Regions from separate parts of the Sus scrofa genome. Here regions 2, 3 and 4 are each linked to region 1. Evidence: chromatin contacts called from public targeted proximity ligation data. All regions are on one chromosome and are shown on one strand. The core of a region is the stretch at or near the end of the contact, and the rest is flanking DNA. Distances in the headings are between cores, read along the strand shown. Region 1 has its middle 72 kb from the start of TSPYL5. Region 2 has its middle 76 kb from the start of MTDH. Region 3 overlaps CPQ (carboxypeptidase Q). Region 4 overlaps CPQ (carboxypeptidase Q).

Evidence for each region.
Region 2: a contact with region 1 is called in a targeted proximity ligation map of alveolar macrophages. A contact is called at or near these places in 1 of 5 promoter capture datasets (liver), 13 of 47 Hi-C or Micro-C datasets (alveolar macrophages, brain, embryonic fibroblasts and 10 more) and 1 of 2 datasets of targeted methods (alveolar macrophages).
Region 3: a targeted proximity ligation map of alveolar macrophages shows a contact between it and region 1. A contact is called at or near these places in 1 of 47 Hi-C or Micro-C datasets (embryonic fibroblasts) and 1 of 2 datasets of targeted methods (alveolar macrophages).
Region 4: a contact with region 1 is called in a targeted proximity ligation map of alveolar macrophages. A contact is called at or near these places in 1 of 47 Hi-C or Micro-C datasets (liver) and 1 of 2 datasets of targeted methods (alveolar macrophages).

What each region holds. Positions count from the first base shown.
Region 1 is chr4:39,432,171-39,438,111 of Sscrofa11.1, forward strand. No RefSeq gene overlaps it. Among named protein-coding and RNA genes, the nearest start is that of TSPYL5, 72 kb to the left of the region's middle.
Region 2 is chr4:39,186,768-39,192,708 of Sscrofa11.1, forward strand. No RefSeq gene overlaps it. Among named protein-coding and RNA genes, the nearest start is that of MTDH, 76 kb to the left of the region's middle.
Region 3 is chr4:39,658,515-39,664,455 of Sscrofa11.1, forward strand. The region is part of intron 3 of CPQ (carboxypeptidase Q); the gene reads right to left. Among named protein-coding and RNA genes, the nearest start is that of CPQ, 190 kb to the right of the region's middle.
Region 4 is chr4:39,636,488-39,642,428 of Sscrofa11.1, forward strand. The region is part of intron 4 of CPQ (carboxypeptidase Q); the gene reads right to left. Among named protein-coding and RNA genes, the nearest start is that of CPQ, 220 kb to the right of the region's middle.

The sequences.
Region 1 (5,941 bases), core at 1,336-3,835:
CAAGATAAACATCTCAGCACGGGATGTGCCACATAATGGTCCCGGGACTTTTGCATAGAAGTTGCCAACGGTGCACGCTTTGGAAAAGGGATGAATGTCACCTTCAGGGTAGTGGCTGGCAAACAAAGTCCTTTCTGCTTGCTCTGCCCAGGTGTTCCCTGGATGACCAGGCCAGCCGGGGCCCAGGCCCGATTGGCGTGCTCAGGATGGAGCCTCATGGTGTCAGAGGGCCAGTGGCAGAGGGCTGCGGGCCTGTGGGTACAGGCAAAGGGCCCAGCTGATATGAAGCTTGGGGGCTCTTGCTCTAGTCTGTGGCATTTCCACAGCAACAGATGTGCAGGAGCTGAGGCCCAAGGGCACTTGGCACTGTCAAACTGCCTGCAGAGCCCCCGATGGGACCCTGGCACTCCTGGTTTCTTATGAGACCTCATGAGGTGCTCCGGAGACCTCATGGACTCAGAAGGATGGCTGGGGCCTGGCAATGTAGCGGGGGGCGGGGGGGCAGGGTGGGATCCAAGGCAGGCTTCTCTGGGATCCTGTGTCTTGCCTGCCTGGCATTGACTAGTCAAGGACCACTCTCTCAACCCCTCCATTTCCCTGGGGGCCGAATTGGCAAGATGGGGCACTTCTGGGTGAATGTGGTCCTTTCCGCCTTGACTCTGGCTCCTGTTGACAGGTGCCCACGGACACAGGATGCCTCCAAGTTCAAGGCACAGAGGACCCGAATTTGAGAACATGCTTTGACAAGGGGGCCATGCCAGGGGCACAGAAGCTCGCCCGCCCCCCACCCCACCGTCTCCTCTGCTCTGATAGTTTCCCTGCCATGGATCTGGTCTCCAGAGTTAGAGCACAAGCTCCAGGATGCAAGAGCTCTGGTTTCTTTGAGGAACCCCCACAATATCCAGGGAGGTTCTCCATACATTCTTGCAGGTTGACCAAGTTCTGAAGTGACTTGTCGTTTTGCCCCTTTTTCCTAGAAGGCAGCCTCGAAGTGACAGCGAGCTTCTGTCTCCTCAATGAGAAGGCTTCCCCAGGAGCATTTTTGTCTTGCCAACCTGACTATACAAACCCTAGGATAAGGGTTAAATAGTCAATGACACAAGTATGTAGCAGTTTAGGGATACACATATGTTTAAAATTACATTGCACATATTTTATTTTCATTTCTTTAAAACATTGGCTTTTACTACGGATACCTTGGGCAGCAGTGTCTTTCTCTCACCAGAACACATCTCTGGCTTTTTCTCCCCTCTCAACTGTTGGGTGCAGCTCTTCCGAATCTGAGGAAAATGGTCAGGAACCTCCCCATTGTTTTTATGATGATATTTCAAGCAGATCACTTATGCTGCATCCTGAGGGCTCTTTAGCTAGCTTGTTCCCAACATCTAATGCAACTGGGAGGCCACCACCTCAGCAATCGTCACAAATTGGTATTATATTCTTTGCCTTCTTTTAACATTTTTTTTTTCCAAAGGGCCATACCCACAGCATGTGGAGGTTCCCAGACTAGGCGTTGAATCAGAGCTACAGCTGTCAGCCTACACCACAGCTCACAGCAACAGTGGATCCTCAACCCACTGAGCGAGGCCAGGGATGGAACCCACACCTTCATGGATCCTGGTCAAGCTCGTTAACCACTGAGCCATGAAGGGAACTCCCTTTTAACCTTTTTTTAAATTAAAAAAATTTTTATAGCCGCACTTGTGGCAATATGGAAGTTCCTGGGTCAGGGGTTGAACCCGAGCCACAGCTGTGACCTATGCCACAGCCTTGGCAATGCCAGCTCCTTAGCCCAATGCCCAGGGCCAGGGATGGAACACTTGCCTCCACAGTGACCTGAGCTGCTGCCTTTGGAGCCCTAACTCACTGTGCCACAGAAGGGACTCCCCTTTGCCTTCTAAATTTTTCGCCAAATTTATATGGTCATCTCTATAAACATCTCTATAACTAGCATCTCTATAAGCTAACATCCACAGAGGTCATGTTAGCTTAATATGCTTTCCCTAAACAGGCCTTCATTGGTCCAGATAAAGTTTTAGAGAAGAGACTTTTTACTCTGAGAAATGAGACTTTGTATAGGCTCAGATAAAATCAACTTTCCTCTCCTTCCCCCGCCTTTTAAAGGTAATTTTTATGGCAAGAAAGAACTCAGCTAATCTCAGGGCTTACATAGTATTTCAAGTTTAAGAATGAGGGAGATTTTTACTCCTCCCTTCTCAAGGTTGAAGTGCCTCTTCTTCCAGGAAGCCCCTCTGGCCAGCTGAACTGGCTGCTCCTGCTCTATTCCGTGGAACCTGCCCTTTGCCCCATCGCAGCATTCCTCGTCCTGCCACTGATGTCAAAGGGCAGTGCCCACCCACTGGTACTGGCCCTGGCATCTGTTCCCTTGGCAGTGGCTTCCCTCTGCCCAAGAACAACTTTGCCCGGGTCAAACCAACTGTAATCATCACCCTTTACAACAAAGGGCTGGGCCCTCTAGAGGAAGCTCGGTCTCCATCCCTGCGGATTTCACCTGGCCCTTTACGGCTCAGAGCAGCTCCAGGCTTTTGTCGGAGGAGCTGCTGGCAGCGCCCCCGTGTGGTACTCGGTTACTGCCTGACTCAGATGGACGCTTTGGGCTCAGGTCCTGAAACAAATATCCACCACATCCTGGACACTTGACCTCTGAAGCCATTTGGATTTCACAACGTCACTCTTGAAAAATGAAGTGACATAGCTCCTGTCTGACTTGGCTGCTTGTCACACCCTATGCCCTTGTATTCTTGCCGCCACTCAGGGCTTTTGGAGACATCCTCGCAATTCCCCCACGTCCCATCCGTTTGCATATTCTTCCAGCAGAGGACACTACATATCCAGGCTGCTCAAAACCCGGGGCTGCGACTGGGGTCAATGCGTGGCATGAGGTGGTTGGTTGTATCCAGGATTTTAGCGGCAGGGCTTTTCTGTCTTCTATCCCCTGCGAAAGCCCATTTGTCAACGATGTTTCTGGCACTCGCTAATAGAGTTCTGTGATCTTGTTCATCTTTGGGGCTCAGCTGCCTTAGGTGCAGTCATGGTGGGGGGAAGCCCTCTCAGTCCTCAGACACAGGTGAGGAAAGCTGTGTTTTCTGAGGATGTTGTTGCTCGGTGGCTATGCTCTCAGCTAACGGCAAACGCACGACAAGTTCACCGCAAGGAGGAATCCCCTGCCTTGGAAGAGATGCATCGTTTTGTGAAGCAGATAAAACCACTGTTGGAGAATTGCTGGCGTCACATGCAGAGCCATTGACAGATGTTTGGCGGGTTAGGACAGTTAACAGGCAGAGAAGAGAAGCTAAGCAAGAAGAGGTTATGGAAAGTGGTTTAAAAGAGAAGAACATGAAAGGAATAAGAAAGACCTTTGGGGAACAGTGACGAAGGCCTCAGATATCCACACAGGGCTTCTGCAATGGTCTTCATCATGACTGCATTGCAATTCAGATGAGGATGCTTTCGTGTTATGTGACCATGACATCAGAGATTGATCACCTCTGATGGCCAGACTCAGTGCTTGTTCTTGGCCTCAACTTGACCACAAGCAGGACTTCAGGATGGAAGATGCTTCTCTGTGGGCATCCCCACTGATGGCTCCTACCCTTTATGTCCTTCCTGGGCTTCTCTGATGTGTTGGTTCTGCTGCTGCTCTTCCAACAGGCACAAGTAGCCCGGAAGTGCCAGGAGCATCAGTGACCCCGGGGAAAACGCATGAGCCATCAGAGCAGGGAGCTGGTGAGAAGGACACTTGTGGTCAGTGGCCAGGTGGACGACTCTGCCCTCCTTGGAGGGTCACTGGTGAGACAATGCCCTTCTTTGCCACCAGGAGTGACCTTGACAATGCATACGCTATGTCACCTTCCTTCTTCTCTTCCACTCTGTTTCCCTCAGCTGTGACCCTGGGATCTCCCTTGGACTCAAGGGGCAGCACAAGAGTCCCTGACTCAATTTATCAGGAAGAGCCTTTCCAACCCTCCTTTTAGCCTGTGTTCCAAGAATTAGCTCAACGGTTTCATTATAACCTAGTCTTAAATATACAATAAAATAAAATTCTATAATTTTTAGTTTAATTTTTCAAGATAGAACTCCAACTGATCCTTCTTTTTCTATTCATTATAACGCTTCATTAGGTTTTAAGTGAATTTACATTAAGTGGCCTTTTCCCATCAATTATCTGATGAACCTTAGATACATCCCTTTCCCCACCCCAGAATTCTATAATTGATTTTTCCCCATGTATGGTGTATGTCTTTTTCCATGCCTCATATATTCTTCTAAAATATACATTCCACCATATGGCGGTGTTACCATTTATATACTCAGTCCTTACTGTATCTTGAAGTTATTTCATTTTCTAAAAATATCATAAATAACCGTGAAGAGAATAAACTCAATGTATAAAAGTTGGACAGGTTTTCTGTGCCTCGGTTTCTATGGGGACCAGAATAGCACCCGCCTCAAAGAGCTGTTGTGAAGATTAAATACATTATCACTTAAAAAGTGCTCAGAACATGCCTTACGCATCCATACTCAGTGATCTATAAAGCTTGGCAATGATGAATGATGATGCAGTGGTGAGGTAAAGTTGAAGACTCCTGGTTTAGTGAATGGCATGGTCTACCTAGTTACTCAATCCAGTCAATTCTCCAAACTGGTGAATTCTTTCAATTTTATCGACTTTCTCCATCCTACTGTCATTACTCTATTCAGGCCACACACCCCCACCCCCGCCTGTAGCCCTGGTCCCCAGGGGTCTCCTTGTCTTGAGTTTTGCCCCTTCCAATCCATCCTTGTCCTGTGCCCCAAGTGCTCTTTTCAAGACAAAGCTCTGCAGGGTTGAACCGCTTTCTTTCCTACTAGCATTGGTTGAGGGTACCTGTTTCCAAAAAATCCCTTATATTGTCTGTAATTCTTTTTAAAACATTTTTTTTTTCTTTTTAGGGCCACACCCGTGGCATATCGAGGTTCCCAGGCTAGGAGTCAAGTCGGAGCTATAGCCGCCGGCCTACACCACAGCCACAGCAACATCAGATCCGACCCGCATCTGAGACCTACACCACAGCTCATGGCAACGCCGGATCCTTAACCCACTGAGCAAGGCCAGGGATTGAACCCAAAACCTCATGGTTCCTCGTCGGATCCATTTCCACTGCACCACAATGGGAACTCCTAAAACATTTTTAAAAATGTATGCTTTTATATTTCATTTCCTTCTAAAGGCTGGATGTTAAAAAATGAATGCTGGCCATTTTTATTACTGCCTTTGATGCTTGTTCATCTCCTTTGCTCTAAAAGGTCTTTAATAGTATAACACAGTAAACGTGATCTGTGTGGAGGAGCTCAGCTTTGGAGCTGGGCAGCATTTGTCCTGGCTGGCATTGGTGCTGGGCCTGGAGCCGTACAGAAAGACCCCTTTTATGGTTGTCTCTGATGGTATAGTGTCATGAGCCCTTCTGTTTTAACTCGGCCCAACCCACGAGGATTTGCAGATAGGGTTCCTTGCAGCACATAAACATCATCTGGTCGAAGTGGCCCGTTCCTCACCCCTGGTTCCCTTTCCACGGCCAGCTCCTTCCGGGGAGCCATTTTTAGCCCAGAGGACACGCCATTTTGAAGCCTGCTGCTCTCTGTGGCTAAATATAATTTCTCTGGGAAAGGGGCCAACTGTGACAGTTATTTCCGTTTGGCCTTGTCTTGAGGCAAGACTGCATGTGAGAGGAAATATGGAGCCAGTGCAGAGACACAGGCTGGCGCCGCCAAGCGCCAACCACCACCACACACACACCTTCTGGTGACAAAGGGGCGCCAGAGGACAGGTGGCTCCTTCCACTTTCGAGTCCCCCAGAGGACACAGGTAACTTTGTCATGACATGGGGATTTGCGGCCTGGTCCTTTTGGTCTGAGAGGACAGGGGAGTTTGCATGGAACC
Region 2 (5,941 bases), core at 1,329-3,828, 250 kb before region 1:
TTTCCAGAGACTCTAAAATTTGGCTTCATTTAATTTAGCCATTGGGAGAGGGCCGCTATAGATCTGTGAGCCTCTTTTGCTCCAGCACTGAATATAGAAAGGTGTTTAACTACAGCTTGGATGCTAATGAGTGCAAATTTCAGCAACTCTGCCATGTTCCCCAGTGCAACTCTGATTAAAAAAAAAAATCATACAAAAGCCATAGTTTCTAAGCATAAGGGATTTCCCAGGGAAAGAGACAGAGTTCAGAAACTGCAGGTTTGTGTTATATAGCCTGTTTTCTACCCATTTTAATATATATGCTTTGAAAACACAGGGGTATTAGAAGCAGAGGAGAATGCAAGATCTGAGTTATGTACTGAATGGTCCTGGGGAATAGCTCGTAAGGTCTAATAGGCTGGAAGATGGTACGAGATTGCCTCAGCATTGAGGGCACGGTCCCTGATTAAGAGCTCAGCTCTGACGGCTGGGGCACCCCAAACAGCGGCATGAATATAGACTCCCCAGAAGAATCTTTGAAAATAAAATAGGACAGAAACCCAGAGGCACATGCAGAAATCATGAAAGGCGCCAAGTAAAGAAAGGTCACAAAGCACGAAAGAACAAGGAATAGTGAAAGGAAGGGGCGACCAGGAAGGTGCATCTCATTAAAATACGGTGTGAAAAACTCTACTATTGCCACTTACTTATGCAGCGGAAATAATCTGTGCAGACCTTTACTTGTTCTCAGAGACGTCCACCACCATGTCATTTATCATAACTCAAAAGTGGAAACCAGAGTCCCTGTGGTGGCACAGCAGATTAAGAACATGGCATAGTGTCCCTGAGGATGCAGGTTCGATCCCCGGTCTTGCTCAGTGGGTTAAGGATCTGGCGTTGCTGCAAGCTGTGGCGTAGGTCACAGACCTGGCTCAAATCCAGCTATGGCTGTGACGTGGGCCTGTGGCTGCAGCTCCGATTTGACTTCTAGCCTGGGAACGCCCATATGCCACAGGAATGGCAATTAAGAAAAAAAAAAAAAAAAAAAAAAAAAAAGGAGTTCCCGTTGTGTTGCAGTGGTTAGCGAATCCGACTAGGAACCATGAGGTTGCGAGTTCGAACCCTGGCCTTGCACAGTGGGTTAAGGATCCGGTGTTGCTGTGAGCTGTGGTGTAGGTCGCAGACATGGCTTGGATCCCGCATTGGTGTGGGTGTGGAGCAGGCCAGCGGCTACAGCTCCGATTGAACCCCTAGCCTGGGAACTTCCATATGCCGTGGGAGCGACCCAAGAAATGGCAAAAAGACCAAAAAAAAAAAAAAAAAAAAAAAAAAGGAAAAACAAGTGCTAATCATCTTAAAGGTCAACAATAAGAGAATGATTAAACAAAAGGCGGGGTGCCTATCTGATATACTATAGCATGCTGCCATAAAGTTTCTTCGGAAGCTCTTACTGAAGTGAAAATATCTGTGGTGTCCACGTGGCTTAATCTCACCCATGTAAGCAAACAACAAAACTTTTTGCAGCATAGTTCGTTGAATAATTTGTTCCCTCTCTGTAATTTTTCCTTCTCCCCATTTTTAATAAGAAGGCAGGTTCTGTCATTCTTGGCCTGGGAGATCTGAGCAGCAAGCTGAAACAGTCTGAAGTCAGTTGCCTTTCAAAACACATTTTTATGATCAGAAAGTGGCATAACTGTTATTAAAAAATACTATTGAACATCTCACTTTAAATATCAGGGGAAAAAAAATCAGGCAGTGCCATTTGGCAAGGTGGTGCATGCAGCTTCCTCCAAAGCGGCCCCCTCTTCTGCTGTTGCCAGGTGGCCCCAGATCAGCTGCTGCTGCTCTGTTTGCAGAGGACAGGAAGGCTGCGTGAGGCTTCTGAACCGTGGAGAAATGACGAGCTTCCCTGATGCTTTCACAGCGGTCTCTAAGCAGGGATTCAGCTTCTATTAAGGGCCACTTGGATCTTCTCTTCAACTATCATGGAAAAGAATAAAAAAAAGTGTCGGGAGTTCCCGTTGTGGCGCAGTGGTTAACAAATCCGACTAGGAACCATGAGGTTGCGGGTTCGGTCCCTGCCCTTGCTCATTGGGTTAAGGATCCTGCGTTGCCGTGAGCTGTGGTGTAGGTTGCAGACGCGGCTCGGATCCTGCATTGCTGTGGCTCTGGCATAGGCCGGTGGCTACAGCTCCGATTGGACCCCTAGCCTGGGAACCTCCATATGCCGAGAGAGTGGCCTAAGAAATGGCAAAAAGACAAAAAAAAAAAAAAAAAAAAAAAAAAAAGAGTGTATATATACATTTATATGTATAATCGTATCCCTTTGCCGTCAACCTGAAACTAGCATCATATTGTAAATCAACTACACTTCAATTAAAAAAAAAAAGGAAAATAATGTGAGAAAAAAGAATGTGTACATGTATGTGTAACTGGGTCACCATGCTGTACAATAGATAAAAAAATCATATGGGAAATAACTATTAAAAAAAAAAGGAAAAAAAGAGCGACTTTGAGGGTTTATTCTGTGTACATATAATGTTTTGGGAGAGCCAAGAATGACAAACGCTGTTATCATCCTTCTACCAACTGGAACGCTTGACTCACCACCACTTCCCTAAGTCTTTGTGCTACTTCTTGAATCATCCACATTGGCTCAGTACATGTTTAGGATGAAGTATATTTTGTTGTAATCCCATTCTTTGAACTTTGGTAATTCAGTTCGGGTCAGAGTCACTACTGATTAACTAGAACAGTGGTTTCCAAACTTTCTTTTCAACAGAGCAACAGCCCACTCTTCAAACCCAAGCTTATGTAACGTTTAATAGGTCAAGGAAAGAAAAGTTGGGTTGCTCTGATAAAGTGGATGGAGAGCCTCCAGGATCCCCAGCTCAGCCCTATCTTCTTTTCCTCCAAGTTACCTCCCCCCTCATCCAGGAGGACCCTCAGAACCCCCAAGTGCTCTGTGAGAACCACAGACAACCACAGAACCTCAATATTTTCATGAGAATGGGTTTTGTTCTAACTTAGCAGAGGAAGAGAGATCCTACAGCTTGTGGATGGTCTAAGCTTATTACACATTACATATTACTATGGCTTGTGGGGAGGCAGGGAGAGCGACAGGGGTATCTCTCTTAACTGGGAGAGATTTGGGGGTCCCCAGGCCCTTTCCCTCCCCTAAACCTCATCATGTATGCTTTTCTTTGGACTATGAACTCTGAGAGTGAGACAACACTGCTTTATGAAATGCAGTATAAAATTAAATGAAACCCCCATTTTTAATATAGTCCAGGGTCAACCGTACATTTGAAATATGAGAAAGAAAAATGCTCTAACAATGCTGGGTCAGAAAGCGTTTGAGTTTTAAGACTCGTTTGGCATGGCAAATTTCTTCACCTTCTCTCTCTCCCCCAGTTAAAGTCAGATTTGGGGGGTTCCTCCAAGCTCATTTGCTAGTCACGTGGCTCCAGTGGAGGGCAGGGGGAGGTGCTGGTGGAGAGCCTGACTTGGGTTCTGGTGCAGACAGAGTGGAGTCTGAATCCTGCCCCCTGGTTTAGTCACTGTGTGTTGGGGGGGGCGGCGGGGTGAGGCAGGTAAGCTGTAGGAGCTTCAGTTTCTCCCAATGAAGGGGAAGAGTAAAGGCACTCATTTCAGAGAATGATTTTGAGGACTGGCCGAGATGATGCTTTTAAATACCTGTCACAGTGGCTGGCACCTTGTAAGTACCCAGGAAGCATTTATTATTATTGTGATTTTTGTTTGTGAGCCTCTAAAACAAGGATTAAAAAATTTCATGGCTGCCCATTAGGATCACTAGGAGTACTTTAAAACTATAAATCACCTTTTTTTTTTTTTTTTTTTTCTTTTTTGGTCTTTTTAGGGCTGCACCTGTGGCATATGGAGGTACACAGGCTAGGAGTCGAATCAGAGCGTAGCCACTGGCCTACGCCACAGCCACAGCAACTAGGGATCCGAGCTGTGTCTGCGACCCACACCACAGCTCACGGCAACACCGGATTGTCAACCCACTGAGCGAGGCCAGGGATCAAACCTGCAACCTCATGGTTCCTAGTCAGATTCGTTAACCACTGCGCCACGACGGAAACGCCAAAAACTATAAATTACCAATAGCCCAGACCAATTCAGTCAAAACTTTTGGGCTGGGGCTGAAGCACGGCCTTGATAATTCTAGTGTTGACAACCACTGGGATAAAATATGCAGCTGTGAGTGAGAACACCTGATGTCAGGAGAGAGCAGGTGTGGGAGCAGGAAGAAGTCTTTGTGGACCCACGGGGGTACACTGCCTTCTCTGATCTGTCGTGTGTGTGTGTGTGTGTGTGTGTGTGTGTGTGTGTCTGTCTGTCTGTCTGTCTGTCTGTCTGTCTGTCTGTCTGTCTCCAGAGAGAGATTTCAGAGAGACGCTTGGACAGAACGGAACCGATCACCAGAACTTGAGTGTGCGCGGCCCTTTATCATTCTCAAAGTGTTTCCCCATCATGGACCTGTTCACTCCTTTCAGTAACCCTGCGAAGTACACAGGGCACGTGTTATGCCCAGTTGAAGAAAGGAGAATAGAATTACAAACAGGTCAGGTGATCTCAGTCCAACAGTCCCCAACACAGGCAGGAGGAATTCGGTTTTCGACGGTGGGTCAATAACAAATCTTAGTGCTGCTTTTGTGCCTGAGCACAAAAAGTTTGTGAATGGAAGACAAATATGTTACAGGGTAGATTTCAAACTACTTTTGTTGGATGTTCCAGGAAAAGCTGACCTGAGAAGACATGATGTTCTCAGTGTCTCATGGAATTTCTTAGAAGAACCTGTTCCAAAGTCAACTGTGGTCTGGAGAACAGCGACATGCTTACACACATACGGACCCACCCACTCCCCTCTGGGGACAAAAACCCAGAATTGGGTCCAGAGTACCTCCTACCAGAGTACTCTTAGGTCCTCCATGGCCCACCATTTCTTTGATACTCCGACCCTGTTCATTAGTCCGGCATAAACTAATTTCCTTACCCTGGGGGATCTGTTGCAACCTTAAATGCTTTAAGCAGACGTTGGGTTTACGGGAATTGCCTAACCAGGCACTGAATCTTGATTTGTGGTCTTACAATTGGTTTTGGAGTTGATCTGGATTCAAAGAAGTGAATGACCACAGAATCAGGATGTGGGTTGGTCCTAAAAACAAGGGTGGATGTTCATTCAGATAGAGCCTTCTGGGAACTAGCTGGTTTTGCACCATGAAAGAGACCATCACGGTGGTTTTTTTTTTTTTTTTTTGGTTTTATTTTGTTTTTAATGAGACTCGGTATAGTAATTTATTCAGAGATTTCAAGCTGCCTGTGAAATCCCCCTGGAGGTATGAAGGGAAACCATTTAAAATCATGTTTCAGTCAATGCTACTGACAGAAATATTGTCCAGAAACCCTCTGTGTTCCATCCTTAGGGATTTTTTTTTTTTTGTCTTTTTAGGGCTGCACCCATGGTATATGGAGGTTTCCGGGCTAGTGGCTGAATCAGAGCTGTAGCTGCCAGCCTACGCCATGGCCACAGCAACGCAGGATTCGAACTGTATCTGTGACTTACACCACAGCTCAATGCCGGGTCCTTAACCCACGGATCGAGGCCAGGGACTGAACCCGCATCCTCATGGATACTAGTCGGGTTCGTTAACCACGGATCCAGGACGGAACTCTGGGACTTTTTTTCTCATGAGGACCTCAGCCACAAAGTCAGAGAGAGATCAGGTTTATATCTTACTCTCTAGATACTAATGTAACTGTCCTCTCCGTTTTGATGAGCTGTCAGGAGAAAAGATGATGTCGCATGGATAAGCTGAGAGGTAGTGTGATGGTGAGTTTATGTCCCCTTGCCTTCCTTCTGCTCCTCCAGTGCTCCCTTCTTTCCTGCCATAGGGCCCTTGACAGTCCCTTCCCTCATAGCACGTATCACATTTGG
Region 3 (5,941 bases), core at 2,432-4,931, 230 kb after region 1:
ACAATAGCTCTTTCCTCAGGAGGGCCTAGAATAAATGGGGAGAGTCCAGAATAGAGCTTTGGAGAAAGCATCAAAAGTCTGGCATATTTCATGTAAAAATGAGGAGCTTATGCTGGGAACAAAAAGCATAGCTTGACATCACATTTGAGCATCATCTCTGTAGAGAAGGTATAAAAATCGCTAAGAAGGAAGAGTGGATGACAAAGGGCCGATATCAATTTTTTATGCTATCGTAGAAAAATTTAAGGGTAGCATTGTTTAAGGATCAAAGAAAAAACTAAATGGGCTGTCAAAGGAGCATTGTTTCATCTCTTCCAACTCTAACAATTTATGAATTTTAATCTCTATGCATTCCTCTAGTAAATTGCAATGAGGTACAGCATGTTTCAACCTGGTCTTTGGCCCTCTTCTTACAACAGAGTAGTTAAGACCATGGGCTACAGAAGCAGACAGGCTCTCACTCACGAGGAACTTTCGGCAACCTGCTTGGGCTCTCTGGGCTCCCGTCTCTATGTATCTGAAAATGGACATTAATAACTGTCCACAGTGTTGATGTAATAGGAGCAGAAGGAAAGGGCTAAATGTATTGCCTGGCACCCAGTGCAGGCTTCTTCCAACTAGTTTAGCATTTGATTACATGTTTGACTTTATCAGAATGTCCTATTGATATGCTGTTTGTTCTTAGTGAAAATGGCTCTCTCTGACAGTAATTCTCAAGCAGTTCAGGGCAAAGAATACTACCCTCTCCTGGTGGTGGGGGCTGGGAAGGGGAAAGAGTATACCCGTTTGAAAATAAAAAGGTTTGTTTGTAGGGAAGTCCAGGACCGGATGGTTTCACAGGCGAATTCTACCAAACATAAAAAGAAGAAATTATACCTATCCTTCATAAACTTCTGCAAAGGTTGCAGAAGAAGGAATGCTCCCAAAGACATTCTATGAAGCCACCACTACCCTAATACCAAAATCAGACAAAGATACCACCAAAAAAGAAAATTATAGGCCCATATCTTTGATGCATATAGACGCAAAAATTCTCAACAAAATTTCAGCCAACCGAATCCAACAACATATAAAAAAGATCACAGACCATGACCAAGTGGGATTCATCCCAAGTTCACAAGGATGGTTCAACATATGCAAATTTATCAACATCATATACCACATTAACAAAAGAAAAGTCAAAAACCACATGATCATCTCAAAAGATGCAGAAAAACATTTGACAAAGTCCAACATCATTCATGATAAAAACTCAAAGTGGGTATAGAGGGAGCACACCTTAATATAATAAAAGCCATTTATGATAAACTCACAGCAAATATAATACTCAATGGAGAAACGCTAAAATCCTTCCTGCTAAGGTCTGGAATAAGACAAGGATGCCCACTCCCACCACTTATTCGACCTAGTATTGGAAGTCCTAGCCACAGCAATCAGACAGACAAAAGAAAAAAAAAAGGTATACAAATTGGAAGAGAAGAGGTAAAATTGTCACTCTATGCAGATATGACACTATATATAAAAAACCCTAACTTCACACAAAAACTACTTGAACTGATCAATCAGTTCAACAAAGTAGCAGGATACAAGATTAACATTCAGAAATCAGTTGCATTTTTGTTACTAAAAATGAAATATTGGAAAAAGAATATAACAATATAATGCCTTCTAAAATTGCACCCCCCAAAAATTGAATACCCAGGAATAAACCTGACTAAGGATGTGAAAGACTTATATGCTAAGAACTATAAAACACTAATCAAGGAAACTAAAGAGGATTCAAAGAAATGGAAAGATATTCCATGCTCCTGGATTGGATGAATATAGTTAAAATGGCCATACTACCCAAAGCAATCTACAGAGTCAATGCAATCCCTATCAAATTACCCATGACTTTTTTCACAGAACTGGAACAAAAAATCCAAAAATCTATATGGAACCATAAAAGACCCAGAATTGCCAAAATAATCCTGAGGAGGAAAAATGTAGGAAGCATAATTCTCCCTGACTTTGGATAATATTATAAAGTTACAGTCATCAAGACTACTGGTACTGGTACCAAAACAGACATACAGACCAATGGAACAGAACAGAGAACCTAGAAATAAATCCAGACACCTATGGCCAATTAAGCTTCAACAAAGAAGGCAAGAATATAAAATGGGAAAAAGATACTCTCTTCAGCAAGTGGTGCAGGCAAAACTGGACAGCTGCATGTAAATCAGTGAAAATAAAACACACCCTCACACCATACACAAAAATAAACTCAATATGGCTTAAAGACTTAAACATAAGACAAGACACCATAAAACTCCTAGAGGAGAACATAGACAAAACATTCTCTGACATCATCCCCCATACAAATGCTTCCTTAGGTCAATCTCCCAAGGCAACAGAAATAAAAACAAAAATAAACAAATGGGACCTACTCAAACTTACACACTTTTGCACAGCAAAGGAAACCATAAAAAAACACAAAAAGACAACCTACGGTATGAGATAAAATACTTTCAAATGATGCACAGACAAGGGCTTAATCTCTGAAATATACAAACAACTTACACAACTCAACAACAAAAAAAACCAACAACCCAATTGAAAAATGGGCAAAAGACCTGAATAGACATTTCTCCAAAGAAGGCATACTGATGGCCAACAGACACATGACACATGAAAAAATGCTCAACATCACTAATTATTAGAGAAATGCAAATCAAAACTACTATGAGGTACCACCTCACACAGGTCAAAATGGCCATCATTAACAAATCAACAAATAAAAAGTGCTGGAGAGGGTGTGGAGAAAAGGGTACGCTCCATGACTGCTGGTGGGAATGTAAATTGGTACAACTAGTGTGGAACACAGTATGGAGGTACCTCAGAAAACTAAATATAGAACTACCATATGATCCAGCAATCCCACTCCTGGGCATATACCCAGATAAAACTTTCACTGAAAAAGATACATGCACCCCTATGTTCTAGCAGCACTATTCACAGTAGCCAAGACATGGAAACAACCTAAATGTCCATCAATGGATGAATGGATTAAGAAGATGTGGTATATATACACAATGGAATACTACTTAGCCATAAAAAACAAAATGCCATTTGCAGCAACATGGATGGAACCAGAGACTCTCATACTAAGTGAAGTAAGTCAGAAAGAGAAAGAAATATACCATATAATATCACATATCTGGAATCTAATACATGGCACAAATGAACTTATCTTCAGAAAGGAAACAAACTCATAGACTTTGAGAACAGACTTGTGGTTGCCAAGGGGGAGAGAGAGGGGGAGGGAGTTGGATGGACAGGGAGTTTGGGCTTAATAAACGCCAAATATTGAATTGGAGTGGATAAAAATGAGATCCTGCTGTATAGCACAGGGAACTAAGCCACTTGTGATAGAATATGATGGAGGATAGTGAGAAAAAGAATGTGTGTGTGTGTGTGTGTGTGTGTGTGTGTATACACATAAAATATATAGTTAGGTCACTTTGTTGTACAGCAGAAATTGGCAGAACATTATAAATTAAGTATGATAAAAAAATTTTTTTAAAGTTTCCCATTCCTGACTCATTGTACTTCTAATGGGGAGAGGACAGAAGCCTGCCTTCCATCCCCATCCCTGGGCTGAGAAACACACTATTGTTGTGGTCTGTGCACATGAATCAGAAGAAGAATTTCTTCACCCAAAGCAGGGTGAAGAGAAAGAAGAGTTTCTTGAGCTAAGAGATGCTGCTTGTGCAGGAGGATGACTTTCTGATGGGAAGGGAGAGCAGACCCAGGGCATGTGGTCCTGTCTGTTTTTATAGCCCAGGAGAGACGAGAGGTCTTATGATACATCTGCTGACCTCCTGATTGGCTGGGAAAAGATAGGCTCTTCCTATCCACTTGCTGGTTAGTTGGGGGTGTACATTGCCCCTATAGGGGAGGACTGAGGAGTGGGCCACATACTTTTCCTAGTAGGGGGCAAGAAGAGGAGGCCAGGTTGCCAAGGTTGGGGAAGGGACATTACAATGCTTGGTCAGAGGCTTTGAATTTCATCTCCTTGAAGAGGCCTTGAGGCCCCACAACTACCTCTCTTAGTGGCATTTACTTCCTTCACATGTGTTCTCCCAAGACTTGAAATATGGTAGAGAATCAACAAATCTACAGTTGATTTGTTTTTATTTAGTAACAAAACTTGACTCAGAATCAAGCTAGTTCAGTTCCTTAAGATATTCATTTTTGTGATCATAACACAATAAAAACAAATTTCCAATTAATTCCTTTGACTTTTACAATTTAGTCACATAAACCCATGAAAGACATTTACTCTCAGAGTTCCCTGGTGGTCTAGTGGTTAAAGATTTGGTGTTTTCATTGCTGTGGCTCGGGTTGGTGCTTTGGCTCGGGTTCAGTCTCTGACCCAGGAACCTCCGCATGTTTATTCTCTACTAAATATGATGTAACTCCCTTTCTCTCAAATGATGAGTATAAACAACCAACACATTAAAAAAAGATTAACCTTCTGAACTCTTTGAAGGTCAGAACCATAGAGAGCTATAGGTAAGAAATTAGGACCAGAAATAAAATCACATCTCAAAGTAAATCATGAGACTTTAACATGGCACAGCAAATTCACATCTTCATGAGCCTCCTCTGTTCCAAACATGTGGCAATTAGAGATGAAATATAAACAGGGAGAACCAAAAGGTTGTAATTTGGCTCCAAAAAACCAGATAAACATCCCTGTGGACTAGAAATGGATTAGAATCACAAGGCAATGAGTAGATCTGAAGCCAGGGCTGCAGGGCGCCAGATGAGGAAGCCAGCCATGATTGCTGGGCACTCTGTTCCTATACGGAGACAGAATTTAAAGTTCAGAATTTAAAATTCACTTCACTGGAGATAGGAGAATCTAAGCCAGACTAACTGTATGAAAGCGAGCAAGAGGGTGGAGCTCAAGAGAGGTGGCTGGAAACAAAAGGAACATGCCAGGAGGTAAAGCTTTATGAAACATTTGAGCCTGTGCAGGAGAACTGGACAAAGACACGAATCTGAACGAGGCACTGAATCAAGCCTCCCACTAGCTTCGTTAACAGAATACACGATCCTCGTTATCACCATTAGCAAGGGTGGCTGATACAGTAAAACCTAGTTCTGGGCTGGCAATGTCACGGGGCAGGTGAAAGCAATCAAAACCTCGGAATGGGGGTGGGCAGGAAGAAAGAAATGAACCCAGAGGGAGAGAAGGCAATACAAACAATAATACAAGCTGAATTTATTTTCTTTTATTTCATTTCAGTTCAGTTCAGTTTTTTTAGGGCATGGCACATGGAGGTTCCCAGGCTAGGAGTCAAATCAGAGCCATAGCTGCTGGCCACAGCCACAGCCATAGCAATTTGGGATATGAGCCATGTCTGCAACCTACACCACAGCTCACAGCAATGCTCGATCCTTAACCCACTGAGCAGGGCCAGGGATCGAACCTGCATCCTCATGGATACTAGTTGGGTTCATTACTGCTGAGCCACAAGAGGAACTCCCCAAGCTGAATTTTAAAACTTCCTACTCAGAATGAGTCAGCAAACCCAAGTTCCAAAATACTTGGAGGAATATAGTGCTAAAAATGTCCATGAAATCAACAACTGAAATAAAATCTCCATTGCAGATTGAATTAATTTATGGAAAGACTGTATAACAATTTTTAAAAATTATACTTAGGTGCCCAAAGGACTAATTTTCTAGAAAAAGAAAAATCACCAAAATTGACTCAAGAAGAAGTAGAAAACCTGGAAATATCAATAAGCCTTAGGAAATCCAATCAAAAAATCAAAGTACTCTCCTTCTCTCTCACACACACCAAGCCACCAGACTCCAGAGGTTTTATAAGTGAGTTTCACCCAATTAAAACGAATAGAACATCCTCAAATGTAGCCAAATGATTTAT
Region 4 (5,941 bases), core at 1,919-4,418, 200 kb after region 1:
CGGTGGAAATGCCTGTGTTAGCCAAATGAGATAGGAAGATGCAGTGTGTTTAAAAAGTAAAACTTAAAAAATGTGTTCAAACCTTAGGAAAAGTTCTTAGCAATTCCCAGCTGAAAAAACATGGATCTGCCACAGGTCTTAAGGTAAAGCCAGACACGACACAACTTGCCCCTGGAGGAAGAACATGTCTGAATAAAAAATGAGAAATCCTCCTCTAAAGATCATGAAAGGGAGCCACAAATGCCTCCTGACTATAAACCTACTTGTAGAAGTAAGAAAAAAAGGGGGAAAAGCAAGCAAATTCTTAGTTTCCAATTCTTCCACTGTTCTATGTATTTGCATCTCTAGATACAATCATAAAAAGTCCAGGCCAAATTCTGTTCATAAAAAAAAGGCAAACAACCATTGACACATTAAAATTCAAATTAGGAAAAATAAAATTTAATGCTGGGGAAAACATGTTTTTCCTAAGACTTGAAACAAGCTGATTTATTGTTCCAGAAGCAGACATATTATTTCCTCAAATATTGAGGTGATTTCAACAGAACACCTTTCCCAGGGCTTAAGTCACCCTCCTTGTGTTCACAAAATAACTGTAGAGGAATGGCATCCAAAATGGGAGCAGGAAAGAGTTTGCGGAATGTTTTAAGATAAAAAAAAAAAAATTCCTTCTGGAAGTAAATAAATCCTCCCAAATTCTGATGTTATTGGCGGTCATAGAAAAACCTGGCAGAGAGAGCTTGTAGCAAACATTCCCAATAGTACTACATTCATCTTAATAAAATAGGCTCAGCTGATGCAGCTATGCAGTTATATGTTGGGTAAAGTTTGCACTTGGGTGGGTGTAAATGCTCTTCAGGGAATAATATAAGAATAACCTCTACCATGACAGGTAAGGAACCATTCTATGGTTCTATTTGTCCATGTTCCAGCCAATGCAAGATTCCAAAGACAGGCTCAAAAATCTAGAGTGAACATAAATCCAAGGCCAGTTGTACTCAGTTCCATGAAGTGTACTCAGCAAGGATTCCTCGATGCTTCTTCAGTTCTGGGGACACCAGTAACGCCCCCGAGTAACGTTTCCCAAAGCACACTCCACAGAGAAGACATGCCCACCACATGTTTTTTTTTTTTTGATGAATAAAGAAATGGGAGTTTCCCAAACTTATGTGACTGCAGGGGAAGGTCCTTTCTAACGGGATCTCCTTTCCAGATCTGGACCAGTCCTAGTTGGCTTCAGGCTCCAGCAACCTCTAGCTCTACCGTTTAGGTGTTCATTTTTTAGAAGCTTTTCCTTTCCCTCACCCAGTTATTCTGGGTTAGACCTCCTGAGACATTTCCAAGGGAGGCTTGACCAGGGCCTGGGAGAAGAAAATACTCTTCCTGGATAAACCCCCACCTCCAAGAGGGAACCCACTGTATTAGAAATGCCTACAGAAAGCTCTAACTACACCAAAGACTAACTACACCATGGCTTCAGCTGTGTCCCCTGATTACTTCTGGGCCTGGAGGGCTTGGTGACTCCTGTGTGATTCTTCCTACTTACCTCTGCTTATCGTTCCTATTAACAGAGTGTTAATGGCGATGGCAACAGCAAGAATCTCTTTTTTGTCTTTCAGGGTTTTTTTTTTTTTTTTTCTATTTACCAAAGTAACATGTTTGTTACACAAAAATCGAATGTTATATAAGTATATCCAGTAAAAAGAGTATCTCCTGCCATTCTGCAAATGCTCCATTCCCCCCAAAATCCCAAGCCTGTTTCTGTCAACTGTTTCCTCCTCATTTTTAATGACGTGCAAGACAGGAAGCGCTATACTCTGCTGGGAATTCTTCACTGCGCCCCCTTTCCATCAAGGATTTCTATTTATCTTTATAAAAGAAAGCTCAAAGATCACCTTCACGAAGGTGCCCTGACTCAGCCAAGCCTCACCGCTCCCTTCCTTCATGAGCTGCCCAAAGTAATCTGCACACACTTCAATTAAAGAGCTGATAACAATTTCACTGCAATTTTTGAATTAAACATCTCTCCCACTTCAAAGACTTCAAGGACTATGTCTCCTTCCTCTTTGTTACAAAGTACCTGGCACACTTGACATGCAATCAGTACACAGTTAATATTTGTTGAGTGAACAAGTGAAGAAATATATAAATAAAATATTTTTCTAACACGTAGATTTTCAAGCTTTATAAAAATTACAGTCAAGATGCTTATATTTAATGCTTCTCTAAAAAGATGTTTCACATATATCTCACATTGCAACGACCATGTAGTACTGCTAATTCTAATTTTTGCCCCTTGTGTAGGCTTGAAAACTTAAAATTCCAACTTCACAGAAAATGGTAAAGTTGGAAGAATTTTGGGATGGATGGTGGTTTATTATTTATGTGCCAAATGCACATTTTGAAGCATAACATCTTTGGCCATAGGCTTTGTCCACTGACACCAGAACATTCCATGAAATGACATTTCAAATAAACAGTTTCATGTCCAGTAAACCACAAACACAAAAAAGCATTCAACAGCATTTCACAGCAAATAGCCTTCTGTTGACAGTTACTTAGGAATGACTGATTTTATTTGCAAAGCACAGATACCTCTTCTGTTAGATTAACTGAATATGGTTTTAGCTGATGGCTTGGGCAAAAGAGTGAATCTACAATGAGTAGTGAAAGAAGTGAACAAAGGGGAAGAGACGTGAAGGATGACTCTTAGAACAATATTCCTAAATATCAGAAAGTCCCACTGGACCAACACTTCAAATTAACAAGCCCCACTGAGGGACTTTGACATGCATTCTGCATGACATATTGTCCAAGGAACAGCAGCCAAAAGGAGTCTCACTTTTCTTGGAAAAATAGATTGCCATAGAGAGTTCATATGTCACCAACCAAATAGTTTGGGCTCAATGTAATTAAGTAATATAATTATGAACCCATTTTGTGGCCTCTAGCCCAAAGTCCTATTTCTTACTCAAGTATGTCAGAAGTTTCATCTAGAATGCATATGTCTATGTCAGATCTAGTTTTTCATATTAAAACACATGGACAATCTACAAAAAGAACTTGACAATCTAATTCTAATTTTAAAATTAAAGAGTAAGACTTAGTGAGTGCAATCGCAGGATATGAGGTATCTCGTGGGTTCTGTGCATTCAGCGTAAGTAGGAAGTGGAAGCAGGAAGTGTGCACTTAGCGAGTAGGAAGTGGAAGCAGGAAGTGACCAGGAGAAATTCAGACTCTTACAAATTTAGTATGAAAGTGGAAAACAAGTGAAGGAGGTCAGTGGATTTCCATCATACAAGGGGTGGTGACTTAAATAATAAAGGGAAAGGATATATAGGGATATCATAGCAGCTGGCCCTGGAGTTATATCAGTACAACTAATACATTGAGTTAGAAGGCAAAGCAATCACTAAGTGGGTGGGAGTTAAAAATATAGATGTATTATATATATAATATATATTATATACACACATTTCATATATATACATACATATATAATACATATAATCCTCTCCTACATAAAAAATATGGTACTGTCAGAGTCATGCTTAGTAAATGACAAAAGTTAAAATTTATGGAGTATTAGGATTGGGTTAGGCACTGTTTTAATTATTAAGGGAATTGATTATTTAATTTTCAAATCAACATTATGAGATAGGAACTATTATTACCTCCAATTCACAGATGAGAAAACAGCCACAAAAAGGCAAAGTAACCTGCTTAAGACCACCTGCTACTAAATTGCAGAGCTGGGATTTGAACCCAGACAGTCTGGTTTCAGAGGTTTTGTTTTGCTTTTTTTTTTTTTTACAGTATGCCATGCTGCCTCTTAACACCTACTCAAAAGAAATATTCCTCTTTATTTTAGAGTTTTATTCATGTTTATATAGCTTTTCAGAACGCTATCGGAGAGTTAAGCCCTGAATTGATGGAGACAGATTACTAGCTATCAAAAGCAACTGAAGTCAATGTACTTTCAGAGCTGGAAAAAGATACTCAATTCACCTTTGCATGCTGTTTGACATTTACTCATGCAATTGAATTCAACTCAATTAACAGTGATTTAGGGTCCCATGCTGAGTACTAAAGAAGTAAGATTCCAAGCCTAGAGAGGCACAATTTTTATTCCAATCTAGAGTGGATAAAATACTCTGGAAGCTAGCAGTTGAACAGAAATGGAGAAAACAAAGTCCAGGGAGTTCAAATGACCTTCCAGGGGCCAAAAAAGTAATTTGTGGCATAGAATGACCTAAAAATCCCACTGAGATGGGTCCAGCTCTCCTTTTACACTACCACTCTGCCTGCAGTCAAGCTGGTGGGAACCCATTAAAATAAAATTAACTTTCAAATAAATATCTGTGTCCTAGGAAGAGGAAAATGGTACCTGCCTGCTTCATCTCTAGGGCCCACTTCATTCTGGAATGAAGTTATGACAGAGAGAACAGATAGCCACAGGAATACTTTTTTTAAAGGGAGAGGAGGAAAGAATTCACATACAGAGTCTCCCAGATCTTCCCTGAAGGACTGAGTGTTTTTCGGTTTTATTTGGTGGACAATGGCTCTCGTGCAAACCTTACCCAATTCTACAAGCAGACTTGTTATCATGCCTTTAGTAATAACTATGTGTGTAGGTACATATGTACGTCTCCAACTATATTCTCAGTCTAAGGGCCTGAAGAACAGAGGACATGCTTCTGTACACCCAGCTTTTAAAAGCGCTTTCAAATAGTAGCTGTTCAGTATGGTACTGATGCTAAACTTGCAAGGATAGACAAGGTAAGGCTTCCCATTAGTTTGTCTTATTTTCTTACAAAGTGACCCTAAATTCAGGTTTCTCCGAGATTTTTCTTAGTTTGCTTTTGTGGGGCAATTTTACATGCTACCCTCTCCACCCACCACCTGCCAGGGGACATTCGGTAATGTCTGGAGACATTTTTGGTTGTCACAACCGGGAGGGGGCGGGGGAATGGTGCTCCTGGCATCTAGTAGGTACAGGTCATGGATGCTGCTAAACAGCTTCCAATGCAAGGGACAGATTTCACAACAAAGGATTATCTGGCCCAAATGTCAAGTAATGCCAAAGCTGAGAGACACTGGCCTATTTAGAAGTTAAAAAAAAAAAAATGCATAACCACCTTTCCATTTCTCCATGTTTAAAACACTAGCGGAGTTCCTGTCGTGGCGCAGTGGTTGATGAATCCGACTAGGAACCACGAGGTTGTGGGTTTGATCCCTGGCCTTGCTCAGTGGGTTAAGGATCTGGCGTTGCCGCAAGCTGTGGTGTAGGTCGCAGACTTGGCTCGGATCCTGTGTTGCCGTGGCTCTGGTGTAGGCTGGCGGCTACAGCTCCAATTCAACCCCTAGCATGGGAACCTCCGTATGCCGCGGGAAGTGGCCCTAGAAAAGGCAAAAAGACTAAATAAATAAATAAATAAAACACTAGTAAGATATGAATAAAAATGATGCTCTAAAGATTTGCCCCAAGACAATTTCAGCCGTCTACTGTTCAGAGAAACAATTATTTAAAGGGCTGATTTAGGATTAGAAAGGTTCATTAGAAGTCAAAGGAAAAGCATGAATTTAAACGCATGTGTACTTAAGGAAGCAGTGTAAACCTTTCACTAAAGGGAAGGTTCTGATCTTTACTACACTGGAAACTGAGGTTACTCTACAGTTACAATTTAAAATATTCCGTTGAGGAGGCAGGTTCAAAACCACCACTGGTCTGTTCAGACGTGGAACTCTCATTTCAGGTTGTTTCGTTATTTCCCATCTCACTCAAAATCCACCTTTCGACCAGCACACAAAGAGGAAAGGTATGGGGTTTTTTTGTTGGCAATAGGATCATCAGAATAAACTGCTTTCCCAAATAGCCCTTCCTTCTCATGGCTGTCCATCTTTCTTTCCCACGTCTAGGTTAACCTGGAAGGTTCCATTT